2 separate regions of the Sus scrofa genome follow, and region 2 is linked to region 1. Evidence: chromatin contacts called from public HiChIP or PLAC-seq data. All regions are on one chromosome and are shown on one strand. The core of a region is the stretch at or near the end of the contact, and the rest is flanking DNA. Distances in the headings are between cores, read along the strand shown.

Region 1 (3,230 bases), core at 86-2,585:
TCTGGTCATCTCTGACCTATCTTTCAAGCCCCAAACCCTCATAACTAACTGCATGCTGGGCTTCTCCATCTGGGTATTTCACAGGCATCTCAAATTCAACATGCACACAACTGAATTAATTCTCTTATACCCTCTTCTCTCCACATCACCTACAGTCACTCATACCAGAACTCTAGAGTGTCACCTTAATTTCTTAGTTTCTCATGCAGCCCTGCTACATGTCCACTGAGTCTTGGGAATTCTATCTTTCAAAAACTCCTCTAATCCTTCCACACTCCCACTGTCTTAGTGGCAATTCTTATGTCTTGAATTCCTTTAATAGCCTCAACTAGTTTTCCTGCCTCCTATCTTGCTGTCTTCAGACTTATTCTCCCCACAGATTCCCAAGTGATCTTTCTATGCAAATCAGGTAAGTCACTACCTTATGTAAAGCCTAGCCATTGGCTCTCCCACTGCTTACACAGTAGACTAAAAACCCATTTGCAGAGCCTGCCAGGGGCTCTTTGATCTGACTGCTTTATTTCATTACTATTGTCCCCCCTTTCCTCTCTCCAACTTATATCCTAGCCATCAAACTTCTAGAAGTTCTCTCAAAGCATCATGCTGTTCCATGCTTTTTCACACTGTTCTACATATTTGCAAATGCAAAAAAATTTTTATTTGTCTTTGCATCTTGCTCCAAACTAGACAAGTGCCTGTTTAATTAACAAAGGCCCAATCCGAGCATCATCTCTTTAGTCTTCTCTAACTCCCCCTCCCCCTTCTTAGAGAGTTGACTACTTTCTCTGAACTGCCACAGTATATCTGTCAGGTATCTACCACACTTATTCACATGTCTGTCTCTCTGCTAGACTGAAAACCTTAAGGGTGGGATGACGTCTTATTAGTCTTTACCCTCACTCCTCTGCAAAGGGCCTGCCACAAAACAGGCATTTATTCCTTGCGTGATCAATAAGAGAAGACAATGCCTCATTCTTCAAATCAATCGGCATTGAAAATCTAAGAAGCTACTTTTGATAGCTTCAGTTTCAGTCTCAGTTGCTCAGTCTGAGCTGCTTCGTTATACTGAGCCCTCCCCAGTCCAGAAAGCATCCAACCTGCCATGAGGTACGCACTGCATTTGCTGAGCAAGAGTCAACGCTGATCCCACTGATAGGGTGGCCTTTGCCTCCTTTCGCCCCAATCCCACACCCAATGCGTTACACATCTTAAAGGTCACAGTCACAGGCGGTCCTTATCAATCAAAGCATCAGAACAGAAAAAAAAAAAAAAATCCCACTCTGGGATATGGTGAGACACATTGGTTTCAAAACATTGCAGAACGTTACATGAGTAATATTAATGTGATCTCAGAATAGTAAACACACCCCCACATGGATAATGATGTTACTTGCATTATCTGGAAAGGGAAAAAAAAAGCAACATTTGGCTGCAAGGACTATGGAAGAGATATCTGTATGGGTAATTCAAGTTCTATTTGGGCAGGTAAACTGTGTTTTTTTTTAACTGCCTCCCCCCAGGGTGGGCACACACACATCCCAAATCAAAACTTTCCTCTGGGGTAAGGCTGTGATTTGAGGGAAGTGCAGGGAAGTGGGGAGCACACACAGAGAGGAAGAAAACAAAGGCCTTCATTTTCTAAAACTGTCTGTCACTCACTCTGATTGAGAAAGAGTTTCTCAAGAATTGTGAATGTCCTCTACAGGAAGTAACACTTCATCACACGTCTAATAATCAGCTGTGTGCTTGTCAGGGATTGGTTTTTCCCTTCTGTGGTGAGAGGATGGCCCCAGGCAAGCTTGGACACCTTCCTCAACAACCTGATAGTCATTTGAACGCATTCAGCACCCACCTCCCAAAATGCTTGAGTACACTGGTCCCATTACTTTAATTCACATGGGAAACTCACAGTGATGGGTCGGTGTGAGAGAAGGGTTCTTTTACACTTTCAAAGGGTTTATATGGAGCCAGGCCAATACCCCACCCTGGATAGCCTTTTATACACTAAAGCAGCTTGCAGGGGGCCTGCAAGCGTATCAAGTCAAACAAAATGCACTTTCTTTTCCCTCTCTAGCTCACTTGCCTTTGCTCCTTCTCTCTCTTAAGCCCAGTTCCTCCAGAATTTAGCATCTCTGAGGCCTCTTTTTCTTAAAGAAAACAACCACATCAGTTAATTCACTTGAAGGTGTTGGTGATTCAATATGACTGATGTTTACATTTAGAAGAGATATAAGTACTTTACCCAAAGGAATGACTCTCTAATGGTGAAGTTTCTGGTCCTATCATGGGAATTGGCAGGATTTTCCAGTGCCTCTCAGGCCCTACTATACTGGTGACTACCAATGATGAGGGCATAAGCATGTTCTTCATGCTTGTCAGTCTCATTCTGACAAGAGACCAGTAGCTTTCTTCACGTTTATCAAGTTGCTTTTATGCAGTACCTGTTTTAGCTTTTTTTCAGAAACACTAGGCAAAATAAGTTAAATCCCAAAGGTCATTGCCTCATGCCCAACAATTCTTAGCACATTGCCACTCTATCCCAGATTCCTTCGACAGAGAGGACACAGGCTAGGGAGGGACAAGGAGATTGTCTTCACGTGAGCCCTTAGGTTGTGTCAATTTTTAAGACTCCAGTCATTTGGTAATCTTACAATAGAAGGTAGTCATTCATTTATTTATTCAATAATCATTTATTAAGTTCCCATTGCATGAGAGGAATTCTTCCAGAGATGCACCAAAGAACAAAATTGACAAAGACCCTGGGTTGGTAGAGTTTAAAGCTGGAAATTAGGTTGAAACTATTTTTATCTGTCTCCAGAAAGCAGAACTGGGGAAAATGGGTAGGAGTCTCAGGGAAGCAGATTTCTGTTTCACATAACACACAACCAAATATGGAACATAACGAAGTCCTTGTCCCTGAGGGGTCTGAGAAGAAGGTACATGACTGCTTGTTGCAGAGACTCATCACGTAGCTGCACTGGATCCATCATCTTCAACTGTTTCTCTAGCAGCCAGTATCTTTTCTCAAACAAAATTTTACCTGCATCTCTAATATATTAAAAAGCAGAGTTGCTACAGATAAGCTGGTAAATATGGATCTAGAATCCCTCCCTAAATACCACTCTGTCCAATAAACCCTAGATATCCACAAGCCACTGGATGAGATAATCATGAAGTGCTCTGACTACGCTAGAGTCCTAGGGGATCTGTGAATCTAAGTAGGATGACAT
Region 2 (3,338 bases), core at 661-3,160, 160 kb after region 1:
ATTGAGCCAGAGTGGGCTTGACTCCCTCTGCTCTATGCAAGTTCCTTGGGGTCTGGAAGCCACTGCTGTGATGTTGGAGCCAGCCCACAACTGCCCTAGCTGGCACTGAGGCTGGGGCTGGGGCTGGCTTAGGTGAACTAGAGAGCAAGTGAATGTGTAAGGATGAGCCTGACTTGCTTTCAAAGATCAGGACAAGCACATGGTATTGAGTTAATCCATTTAGTGAATATTTATTGAGTACCTAGTATATACTAAGTACTATGCTGTATGCTTGGAATGTATATCAGTGAACAACACTCTTTGTATTTATAGCTTACAGCCACAAAATTTTTGTGAATTCCAAGAACTAAAAAAAAAAAAAAAAAAAAAAGGAAATCTCTTTAGCCAGAATCATGTTTAAGCCACGAACACTCAGGTACAAATCTCTCCTAAGTTCATTAGAGAAAAAATACCAAATTTGCTTTAGGAACACATTCTGGTGTTTAATATCTAGCAAGACATTCTTCAGAGATAGAAAACCCCTCGTTTTATTTTTTTGTCTTTTTAGGGCTGCACCTGCAGTATATAAAGTCCCCAGAGATCAAAAGGGAGCTGCAGCTGCTGGCCTACACCATAGCCATAGCAACACCAGGTCCAAGCTGTGACTTCACCCTACACCATAGCTCATGGCAATGCCAGATCCTTAACCCACTGAGTGGGGCTAGGGATAGAACCGGCATCCTCACGGATACTAGTCAGGTTCTTAACCCACTTAGCCACAATGGGAACTCCGAAAATACTCTTTTTATTCATTATTATTATTATTATTATTATTATTTTGTCTTTTTTAGGGCCGTACCTACAGCATATGGAGGTTTCCAGGCAAGGGGTCAAATTGGAGCTGTAGCCGCTGGCCTATACCACAACCACAGCAATGCCAGCTCCAAGCTGCATCTGTAACCTATACCACAGCTCACAGCAACACCGGATCCTTAACCCACTGAGCAAGGCCAGGGCTCAAACCTGCATCCTCATGGATGCAAGTCAGATTTGTTTCTGCTGTGCCACGACGGGAACTCCAACACTCTCTTTTATTATGCATTTTATTTTGTTGTCTCCTCAGGAGACATGAAAAAAGTTAATCATGATAGTGTGAGCAAGAACCAGGTGCAAGCTGGAATATAGCCCTCAATCTTTTCTGTCTCACATGGAAAAAAAAATCTGTTTCTGTAGCCTTTCCTTAAAATGTTTATCTTTTGATCCTGTCACCATCCACCTCAACTCCTTGATAAACTTCCAAATTTCTCACATTTCCCAGTGCCTGTAAAGCCTCAGAAGACATTTTATGGGCATTCACCCTTTCCAATCCCTTTCATGCACATTACTTCCTTTGGGCATAGAAATATAAGCCTGTGACAATGACAAGGTCATGTTGACCTTTCCTACTGCCCACAGAAGCCCTGTGAGACCCAGCAGGGCCAAGTGACTGACCTGAGTTCACCCAGGGAGTAAGGAGGCAGAGTTGGCTTTCCTCACCGAGTCTCCTGGTGCTGATGTTGAGAGCTCTAATGCAAAGACTGAACGACTGGTTGGGAAGGCCCAAGCATGTGAATGCTTGTGAAATCCCTGAGACACTCTGATGGCTGGTGGCCAATTAACATTTAGGTCATGTGCCTGTTTCCTGGTGTGTGCTAACCCTATTCTGTACCTCCATGTCATTGTCTCCCTAATGGGTAAAGACTGGGAGCTAAGCAATGACAACAGCCTGATCCTAGTCTTCTAGGTAATGGAGGGCAATTTGGGGCCACCAGCCTTGGGTCCAGCCCCTGTAGTCCTCATTTGTCCCATTTCTGTGAGGTTGGCAACTGACTCGCTGATTACCACCCTCTGGCTTATCAGCCTGTGGTGCAATCGGAAGAGATTCTCATCTGTGTGCGGTGGCTTCAGTGTGGTTGGGTATATCCTACTGGGGTGACCAGCCTGACCAGGGGAGGAGACAGATTCACCAACTTTATCAACAGAAGCCCTTGATGGTTTCATTCCCCCGACCCCCACCCCAAACTTAGCTAACCTGTGTCATAGTCTGCTCAAAGATGATCACAATAGTATTTTTAGTTAACATCTTTTGTGTTTGTGGCTAATATTTGGGCCATTTTAACTTGTTTTTCCAATGGGTAACCCTGCCCTCCTCTTTCAGTCTTGCCCAGGTGGTTGTAAGAGGGTCATAAAAACAACTGAAAGAGGAGTTCCCATTGTGGCTCAGCGGAAATGAATCTGACTAGCATCCATGAGGAAGTAGGTTTGATCCCCAACCTTGCTCAATGGGTTAAGGTTCCGGCACTGCCATGAGCTGTGGTGTAGGTCACAGACATGGCTCAGATCTGGCATTGCGGTCACTGTGGCGTAGGCCAACAGCTGCAGCTCTGATTTGACCCCTAGCCTGGGAACAATCCATATGCCGCTAGTTTGGCCCTAAAAAGACAAGACAAACAAAAACCAGAAAGAGCTGACTTGCAGACCCAGGAACTGGCCAGTGACTGTGCTTGTTCATCTTTGGATCTGGCTAATCAGAATCCTAGTCCTAGAATCTATAGCAAAACAATAACAACAACAAAGATAATGTCCTTTTACAAAGCGAAGTTTGATGATGAGCTGACTCTCTATTACAATTTTTAAAAAATTCATACTCCATACCACCCCCTTTAAGTCCTTACATGACCTGGCCTTGTTCTACCTTTATAATCACATCTTCCTCTTTCCCAAACACTCACCATGCTCACCTTGCTTCAACATCTCAGGCTCCTTCCCATCTCAGTCCATGCGCTCACTCCTCCCTTTGTCCAGAATGGTTCTTGCCCCCACCCTTTGATCATCCCAGGTCTAGTCCTTTAGCTGTAGACCAAGTGTTTGTGCCTCCCCCCGACCACCACCCACTCAAGTTCATGTGTTTGAAACCCAACTCTCAATGCGATCATATTAGGAGGTGTGGCCTTTGGGCAGGGCTTAGGTCATGAGGTCAAACCCTCACAAATGGAATTCGTTCTGTTATAAGAGAAACCCTAGAGAGCTCCCTTCCCCTTCTACCATGTGAGGACACAGTGAAAAGACAGCCATCTGTGAACTAGACCAGAAGTGGTCTAGGTGGGCTCTCAAGAGACACTCATCTGTTGAGATCAGAGGGCTCTCACTAGATCCCGATCTATTGGCACCTTGATGGGGGGCTTCCTAGCCTCTAGTAGTACTGTGAGGAAAAAAAATGTCTATTGTTTATCAACTACCATGGCATTCTGTTAAGGCTGCCCCAAAGGACATCTTACTCCCACCTCTGCACAAGCCTTCCCTTCCTGGCCTTGCCCGCT

Evidence for each region. HiChIP or PLAC-seq counts read pairs in DNA pulled down with a chosen protein or histone mark.
Region 2: a contact with region 1 is called in an H3K27ac HiChIP or PLAC-seq map of alveolar macrophages. The contact joins two enhancer-like sites. A contact is called at or near these places in 1 of 5 promoter capture datasets (fetal liver) and 1 of 2 datasets of contacts at active chromatin or transcription factors (alveolar macrophages).

The regions. Positions count from the first base shown.
Region 1 is chr14:66,139,251-66,142,480 of Sscrofa11.1, forward strand. No RefSeq gene overlaps it. Among named protein-coding and RNA genes, the nearest start is that of ADO, 140 kb to the right of the region's middle. Within about 2 kb of position 1,336, at least 4 of the 83 cell types and tissues checked have an H3K27ac peak or open chromatin away from gene starts, as enhancers often do. A contact at or near this core is called in alveolar macrophages, where this site is marked.
Region 2 is chr14:66,298,886-66,302,223 of Sscrofa11.1, forward strand. The region is part of intron 5 of LOC106506022 (a long non-coding RNA gene); the gene reads left to right. Among named protein-coding and RNA genes, the nearest start is that of EGR2, 12 kb to the left of the region's middle. Within about 2 kb of position 1,911, at least 1 of the 83 cell types and tissues checked has an H3K27ac peak or open chromatin away from gene starts, as enhancers often do. A contact at or near this core is called in alveolar macrophages, where this site is marked.